Regions from separate parts of the Xenopus tropicalis genome. Here region 1 is linked to region 2. A link is a contact called in public Hi-C data. All regions are on one chromosome and are shown on one strand. The core of a region is the stretch at or near the end of the contact, and the rest is flanking DNA. Distances in the headings are between cores, read along the strand shown.

Region 1 (4,724 bases), core at 250-2,749, 440 kb after region 2:
TCATTTGATAGAAAAACAGAAAATGCAAGTGTCAAACATTATCAGCATACTGTTCTTGCAGCCCTTCAGATGTTGTTAACTATAAGTCCCAGCTGCTGAGGGATACTGGTGTTAACAGTTTAACATTTACTAGAGGGCAGGTACAACAGTTCTCATGTTAAACAAACCAGTCTAACAATATTCAATAGGGGTTTAAGGAGGCATACATTTTTAGAATATTTGTAGCATATTGTACATAGGCTTGCATATGAAGATTTCAAGTAACTGGTAAAAAGGGTTGGTTCACCTTTACATTAACTATTTGTATGTTTTAAAATGTCCAACTCTTATCAACTTTGCAATAGGTCTTCATTTTTTACATAGTTGTGATTTACTTTTGTCTTATACTTCTTTCCAAACCATACATGGGGGCCACTAACCTCAGCAGCTAAAAATGATTGCTCTGTGAGCTTACTATTTTATTATAGTTACTTTTTATTCCTTATATTTCTATTCAGGCCCCCTCCTATTCACATTCCAGTCTCTCATTTAAACCATTGCCTGGTTGCTAAAGTAAAAAAAAACCCTAGCAACCAAATAGTTGCCATAATACCAAACTTGCTAGCTGCTGAACAAAAATCTAAATAACCAATTGCAAATTGTCTCAAAATATTATTGTCTAAATCATACTAAAAATGTATTTTTAAGCAACACCGGCATGCACTGTCCAATTTCTGCTTTGCCATGGGAACATCCATTCCATTGAAATACAGCAATAGACTACACATGTATATTAACCTGTGTAAATTACACAGTGCTTTATAGAGATTAAACATTTTTCATATCAGTCCCTGAGCCAGTGATGCTTACAAGTTAAAATCACACCACTTGTAGTATTATCAAATGTATCCAGTCAGTTAAGCTGCTTGTATGTTCTGGGAATGTACTCCTGCCAAGTTCAGCTTTTCCCCCAGCAATGTTCACCCAATATGAAGTAGAAGAGGATAGCTCCATGGTGCTTACTCAGAAGAACCCGGGCTATTGCATGTTTCTGCTAAAAGCAACTAAGGCCCAGGGTAAGTGTTTATAATCACAGGTGGATCACTCCTCAGCGATTAGAACTTTTCTTCTCATTTAGCATGTAAAACACCATATTCGTTGCCAATAAGCAGGTGGTGGATAAAGCGCTACACTTCACACGTAAATTATGCTTTACTTGCCCCTAAAATTAAAAAAAAAATTGAAACTACGGATACTGCAAAGTTGATCAGAATCACATCTTTTTCATCATTTTCGGTGGAACTCCCCTTTAGGTTCAGAAACAACCAGACATGGTAATTACTAAGCACTCACTCTTGAGGTTATGCGCCACAGCCTGGTCATATATAAGATGTTCTGCAGCTTTCCTCCCTTCTCCACACGCTGCTAGAAATCTATAGCCACTCATGTCTCGCACTAAAGCGCACACAACCAACACGGAGCTCTAGGTTACGGCCAGTTCCTAGTGACGCTTCGTCCTCCCGTGACGTCATTTGCAAGGGACGCGGGCGTCACGTGGTATCTATTACAAATAAAAGCCGAAGTGTTTTTTCAGCGTGTCTTTTTTTTTCTTCACGGTGGTCTTATCGACCTATAGGTGATGCTTCATTCAGAAATACACGGTTCTGCGGAGCAGTTATATATTTGAAGTTCTCGGGTGTGTAATGTGTGATCCTCTTAATATTGTCAGGGTGTTGAGGCAGCTTACTGTGTGTTGTGAAGTTTATGTGGGTGTAGAGAAGCAGAGAGTAGTATGGGGATGAGGGTGCTGAGTATGTGCTGCGTGTATAGTGCCACAGTTCCTCTTGAGGTTTTGCGTGGCAAAGTTGAATGCCATGAAAACATTTATACAGTCATGGCCCAAATTGTTGGCACCCCAGAAATCTTTCCAGAAAATCAAGTATTTCTCACAGAAAAGTATTGCACATGTTTTGCTATACACATGTTTATTCCCTTTGTGTGTATTGGCACGCACAGAACAAAAAAGGAAGGAAAAAAAAAAGCAAATTGGACATAACGTCACACAAAACTCCAAAAATGGGCTGGACAAAATTATTGGCACCCTTTCAAAATTGTGGATAAATAAGATTGTTTCAAACATGTGATGCTCTTTTAAACTCACCTGGGGCAAGTGACAGGTGTGGGCAATATAAAAATCACACCTGAAAGCAGATAAAAAGGAGAGAAGTTCACATAGTCTTTGCATTGTGTGTCTGTGTGTGCCACACTAAGCATGGACAACAGAAAGAGAAGAGAACTGTCTGAGGACTTGAGAACCATAATTGTGGAAAGGGTGGGAATAATTTTGTCCAGCCCATTTTTGGAGTTTTGTGTGACATTATGTCCAATTTGCTTTTTTTTTCCCTCTCTTTTTTGTTCTGTTCCAATACACACAAAGGGAATAAACATAAATAAATGCGGGTTCTCAGTCCTCTATCAAAAGAAACAGGATTTATGTTCTTCTTTTGTGTATACACGTTCTGTGTCAGACTTCCTGCTCTCAGAAAAATCCTTCAGGGCACAGCACAACTCTGCTCAGTTTGCCCTTCTCTCCCCCTCCCACCTGTGCTGTGTAATCTGAGCAACCAGCAGCTAGAGCTGCGGCATGGAAACTACTGACACCAAGCTAAAATAGCAGCTGCTGTCTTAAACAAACAGAGGGAGCTTCTAGGGCTCTTTACTCAAGTATGGTAAAGCTTTCTGCAGATTAAATATAGCGTGCACTATTGTAATTACTCTATTGGCAATAAAATGCCAAAATACATTTTCTTCTCCTTTAAGGCATTTATTTTCAAAGGTAATAAAAGTTTAACTAGTTTTTGTGTATTTGCACAATGTCTGGAAGAATCTATGAAACTCTTTAGATGAGAACCCTTTTTAACCCACTGGGACAAAATGTATGTATTTCTTCAATTGGCATCATTAAGGAGGTTGCCTGTGCCAATTTAACCTTAATATTTACTCCATGGCAAAAGTGGAACACCTACTGCTTTGCAAGAATTCTCTGAATATTGTGCACACTCCGCTTTTCCCTATATAATCTCCCTATCAGGTCTGAATTGGGAGTCAAAATAGTCCTGGCATTCCAAGTACAGAGAGGCCTAAGCAGCCCCCACCAGCCCACTATGGCTTCTTACAGCAGCCCCTCTGGCATTTGCCAGCACCAACCCATAAATAGATTGACACGTGGGGGCAAATACGTGGGTATATGCCCCCACGTGTCAATCTATTTATGGGTTGGTGGCAGCAACTCCACATTTTTGGTGAGGGAACTTTCTTCAAATCTTTAGTCGCATCCTAGGTGATATAGGTATGCTAACAATTGTAATAGTATTTGGGATAGTAATGAGTGATCTAGCAGTCAAAGGTATTTGTTTTACTTGTGAAACATGACTTGACACTATTCTATTCTTAGATTACACTTTTTCAGCAGAAAATCAAAGTTGTACAAAGGTTATCCGGGGGTTATTGAGGTGGGCCCAGACGCTAGTGGTACCCTAGGACAATTCAACCAATCCTTATTTCTATTGTGAGGACTTCTATAAACCTATACCATTTGGCACACCAATTGCTGTGAGAGTGGGCTTGTTGTGTTAGGATCTGTTGGGCACTGGAAGACCCAGTTTGATGTTGATCTTCTACATGGAGTTCTTGGACCACAATTCCTGTGCTTTGTGTTGCTCTACTAGTTTTAACTTTTTGTTTTTGCTAATGGAATACAGATATCACAACTCAAAATCAAAAGACATTCTATCAACTTTAAAAATAGTTGAGCATTTTATTTCAATTATTACAATTCAGAGGAGACAGAAGATTCAGTCTAATTCTTTTCACATTTATTTGATCACAATAATAAAAAATATATATAATGCTACATTAGCTTGAAATGTAGCTTAAACGCATCCCAAGGTTAAACTAAATACAAGAAGACAATTTTCTTAGAGTGATAATTGTGATTTAACGTAAGACTAAAAAAAGAAAACCGAGAATGGGAAACTACATATAGAACAAATGGTACTAATGCATTGGCTGGGCATTTAATGCCATAAAAATTGGCACCACAGGTTCCTTTTACTTACCCTTGGTTTGCAGGTGCAGAGTATGAAATAGATTTTCATTCTACTTTGTAACCATGGGCAACAAAAGGAAAGGGTATGTGTGGCTCTAAACAAAGAATAGCTGTAAATTAATGTTAACATAAAAAACATTACTGTTACAGAGCTGTATTAAATTTCCAGTACAAAACCATCATCATGTATGCATCCTTCAGAATCAGAGGACTGGATACGGAGTACAAACATGCATGAGTTATAGAACATATTTATATAGTCAATGACTGTACAGCCTCATATTTATACAGTCCATGACTGTACAGCTTCTGCCCTCAGTGCATTAGTCCCTAAAACACTGCACTAAAAAGTATTTCTCAAAAGCTATTAAGCACCAGTAGGAAGTCAACAGACCTTTAACACTCTTCAATATGAAAAAGTCATTTTATGCAAATCTCCAAACAAGAAATGTTTGTTCCACTGCTACTTTCTGGTTATTTACGATGCTTGAAGCCAATTCAACCTTTTTAAATAATATGTAAAATGAAGTAGTGCAATGTGTTGAGCACTGCAGGGTAGATATTGATTAGTATGAGAGAGAATAGAAGCAGGGTTGGAAATGTCACAATGTCCAAAAGAGGGCTAGAGTTTGTTACA
Region 2 (4,478 bases), core at 241-2,740:
TTGATATGCTTGATGACCATATTGATCCGAACAGCAGGACACAAGGGAGGGAGAGAAATCCCAGTGAGCATCCCCTCTGTCATGCAGCATGACTTGGCTTCATGCACTAACAGGGCAGGTGGCGGGAACCCACACAAACATGTACAGGGGCAGGCATGGGGTCACTCACACAGACATGTACAGGGGCAGGCACGGGGTCACCCACACAGACATGTACAGGGGCAGGCACGGGGTCACCCACACAGACATGTACAGGGGCAGGCACGGGGTCACCCACACAGACATGTACAGGGGCAGGCACGGGGTCACCCACACAGACATGTACAGGGGCAGGCACGGGGTCACCCACACAGACATGTACAGGGGCAGGCACAGGGTCACCCACACAGACATGTACAGGGGCAGGCACGGGGTCACCCACACAGACATGTACAGGGGCAGGCACGGGGTCACCCACGCAGACATGCACGGGGTCACCCACACAGACATGTACAGGGGCAGGCACGGGGTCACCCACACAGACATGTACAGGGGCGGGCATGGGGGCACCCACACAGACATGTACAGGGGCAAGAATGGGGGCACCCACACAGACATGTACAGGGGCAGGCATGGGAGCACCCACACAGACATGCACAGGGGCAATCACGGGGTCACCCACACAGACATGCACAGGGGCAATCACGGGGTCACCCACACAGACATGTACAGAGGCACCCACACAGACATGCACAGGGGCAGGCATGGGGGCACCCACACAGAATGCACAGGGGCAGGCATGGGGGCACCCACAGACATGCACAGGGGCAATCACGGGGGCACCCACGCAGACATGCACAGGGGCAATCACGGGGGCACCCACGCAGACATGCACAGGGGCAATCACGGGGTCACCCACACAGACATGTACAGGGGCAGGCATGGGAGCACCCACACAGACAGGCACAGGGGCAGGCATGGGGGCACCCACACAGACATGCACAGGGGCACCAACACAGACGTGTATAGAGGCACCCACACAGATATGCACAGGGGCAGGCATGGGGGCACCCACACAGACATGAATAGAGGCACCCACACAGACATGCATAGAGGCACCCACACAGACATGCATAGAGGCACCCACACAGACATGCAGGCACCCACAGAAAGACAGACATGTGTTGCCCACATTCCCTCAGCCTGATGGCGTGACACAATATACCTGCTCTGGGTTATGGATTACTGCCTTCACTTCTGCAATTAGAGTCTCAGTTCCAGTTTCCTCTTCGCCGCCTTCATTGGTTTCTTCCTGCTTGATGACTTCTTCTTCATTATCGTCTTCTCTCTGCTCTGTCCCCTCGCTCTCTTCTTCCTCCTCGGCTTCCTGCTGCTCCTCTTCGCCCCCAGAGTCAGTATTCCATGTGGAGTCACAGTCTTCTACCGTAGTGGGCTCCTTAAAGTTGGCCACGCTGAAGATGTTCCCCATTGGCGTGGCTGTGTGCGGCTTGCGGCAGGTGGACAGCTGTGTTTGGGGCTGCTAGACCTGCAGCTGCCAGAGAACAGTAAGTCCCATGTCACACTGCGGTAGCGGCAGGCTGAGCCCCTGTACGGTGTCCACTTTAGGACATTAATGCACCAAATTCCTGTGCATCCTGCCCTCTCCCCAACTATATCAGTATTGCTGATAAGTCCTTAGCGCACGTCCCCTACTACAGGTAAGTTATGCGGTTTCCTCTTACTTTGCGCTGACAGGTCCTGCCTGCCCCAGCCATCCTCCTCCTCCCACCTCCTGCCTGCGATGTCAGCTATATGATCCCCTCTTACTTTTTCCTGACAGGTCCCAGCTTCCCCATTCATTCTCCTCCCTGCGATGTCATCGCAGGGTTTCCCTCCATGCGACTTCATTACTGGCCCCTCCTCATGTGACGTCATGCGTCGTCTTTCCTCCATACTTTTTATGGGCTGCAGAATCGTTTGTTCGCTATGTGCCCTGATGTGCTTGAAAAGTGATGTAGGATGGGCTTGTGGATGACGTCGCAAGTGGGAGGTGTATGGGATAGGAGAGTAGGGCAATTATTCTGTAGCCCATAAGAATGATGGCGAACGGATTAGGCCTGACCGCTTGGAGGAGGAGCCAGGAATGACAAGGAAGAGGACGAATGGGGAAGCCGGGACCTGTCAGGAGAAAATAAGTGGGAATGGCAAAAGTATAGCCAAGAGTAGCGGAGTTGAGATTTCTTGGAAAATTTAGATGGTGGAGGGAGCAGAACACTCTTTAGATTATTTTCAGAGAGATGTCCTAAAATGGACCCTGAGTCCCTCCTCCCTTGTGGAGGTACAGTCAGTTGTTTCGGCTCCTGAAAGCCGCATGTCAGCTTCCTTCATACAGGTAATCTCACCGTTACTTGACGGTACCTCTCTTTCATGGAAATAAACTAAAGTGAATATCATGGATCGCCTCCTAAAAATTTTTTTTTTTTTTGCTTACTAACAAATGTATTTAACATAGTTGTAAATATAACTGTTACTCATTATAATGATCCACGTTAGGTATTTTAAGAACTGATTTGATGTTAACATTAAAGGCTATAATGATTCACACAGGGTGATTAAAGGGGTGGTTCACCTTTAAGTCAAGTTTGGATATAGAATATCCTATTCTTAACAACTTTGCAATTGGTCTTCATTATTTATTTGTATTTTCAATTATTTGCCTTTCTCTTCTACATCCTTCCAGCTTTCAAATGGAGGTGACTGGCCCCTGCAGCTAAAAAAAATTTTGCTCTGTGAGCTTAGAAATGTATTATTATTGTAACTTTGTATTACTTATCTTTCTTTTTCAGACCCTCTCCTATTCATAGTCCAGTCTACATTCAAAATGCTACCTGGTTGCTAAGGTAAACAAAACCCAAGCAACCAGATAGCTACTTAAATTCCAAACTGGAGAGCTGTTGAACAAAGCTCAGTAACTAAAAAAACACAAATAATAAAACATGAAAACCAATTGCAAATTGTCTCAGAATATTATTGTCTAGAATAGATCACAGTAAAAGATAATTTAGGATTGAACAACCACTTTAGGTTAGAAAAGCATTATAACCTAGATCATTATAATCCTTTTGGGGTTAGTTGCACTTTTAGGACCTAACTTGCAGGTTAACAGTCTATGCTGTAGTGCTGTTGGGCTGCAAATAAAACATATATTACTTATTGGTATTTATTTTTTGCATATATAGTTTTATTGTTATAAGCCAGAAGAAACACACACAAAAAAAAAACTGAGGTTGATTTTACAAAAGGTGTTTAATTTGCAGCAATCTCTGCTTATATTTCCTCACTTTTACTGCAAAACTGCCCAGAAGAATTTTTTATCAGATTTTGTGACCCACCAAATCTTGTCATGTAACAGCATTAAACAGCATAAAGATTTTGTGAATTTAACAAAATCATATCCCCACTGCTATAATGGAAGTCACATCAGACAAAGAGCCAGATTCGAAAACATGTTATGTTATGGTTTGACACGTGAAAAATTATGAGCATGATATCATTTTTCAGATTTCCAGGTTTTTTTTATAGTGCCAGTTGCAATTCAGAGAGAAAAACTTTTCTCACTGTTTATCTCACTATTTATCACAGTCTCTGCGATCTGTTGATCTGAACCAATCTCACTTGTAGTTTTGCTCTTAAGGTGGCCATACACGTGGCGATCCGACGATGTTTCGTACGACCATCGGTCGCACGAAACATCGTAAGATCCGCCACACACCATTCAGGGCTGAATCGGCAGGTAAGGAGGTAGAAACAATAGGATTTCTACCTCCTTCTGCCGATTCAGCTCTGAAGGGAGAAGGGAGTAAGGTTATTTGCTGATTAGTTTTGATGGGCGAACTAAACTGGCAATAGTTTCAAATGCATCTGACTTTATTTGGTTACTATACAGTCCTTGTGCTGCCTGTTTTCCAGAAGTATCAGTTGTAGTGACCCAGAGTACTGAAAATGTGACATTTCTGTGAGATAGTTTTAAGACATAGGGCTTAATTCAGTTCCACAAGAAAACTTTGTTTTGTAAATAACACATCACAACAAAAGGACAGAACAAAATCATAATTACTATGTTAGTCAAATGCAGGTTTACATCTAGTCTTCAAGGCTGCCATCACAATGCCACAATTGCCCCTAGGGCACAATTTGGATGTAACATTTGGGGCCGAGCTAACAAGCTCAGGTCTGAATGACGTAAAGCGGGGAAGGTGAGAGGAGGTATTGGTTTTGCCATTGGTACTATTAATTATCAACTACTAATCCCACCCCTCCAGCTGACAGTACAGAATTGACTCAAATTCAATTACCAATGGCACCTCCTAATCCAATTTCATCTAATCACGTGGAACAAGAACAGTATTTATATTTCACTTGAGAACTTTCATTCACCAAGGAAATTGGGGAGGTGCATTTACTGACTATAATATTTGATCAGTGATATCTCTTTTCCC

Evidence for each region. A called contact is a pair of places that touch in the nucleus more often than the background predicts.
Region 1: a contact with region 2 is called in a Hi-C map of neurula embryo, with 10 times the contacts expected there. The contact joins the promoter of sdhaf4 here to the promoter of ogfrl1 in region 2. A contact is called at or near these places in 2 of 5 Hi-C or Micro-C datasets (gastrula embryo and neurula embryo).

What each region holds. Positions count from the first base shown.
Region 1 is chr5:93,102,993-93,107,716 of UCB_Xtro_10.0, forward strand. sdhaf4 (succinate dehydrogenase complex assembly factor 4) reads right to left here and starts at 1,500. Exons shown (of 3, transcript NM_001008178.1): 1 at 1,333-1,500. The coding sequence starts at 1,426.
Region 2 is chr5:92,662,380-92,666,857 of UCB_Xtro_10.0, forward strand. It overlaps ogfrl1 (opioid growth factor receptor-like 1), which reads right to left and starts at 1,491. Exons shown (of 7, transcript NM_001097287.1): 1 at 1,205-1,491. The coding sequence starts at 1,468.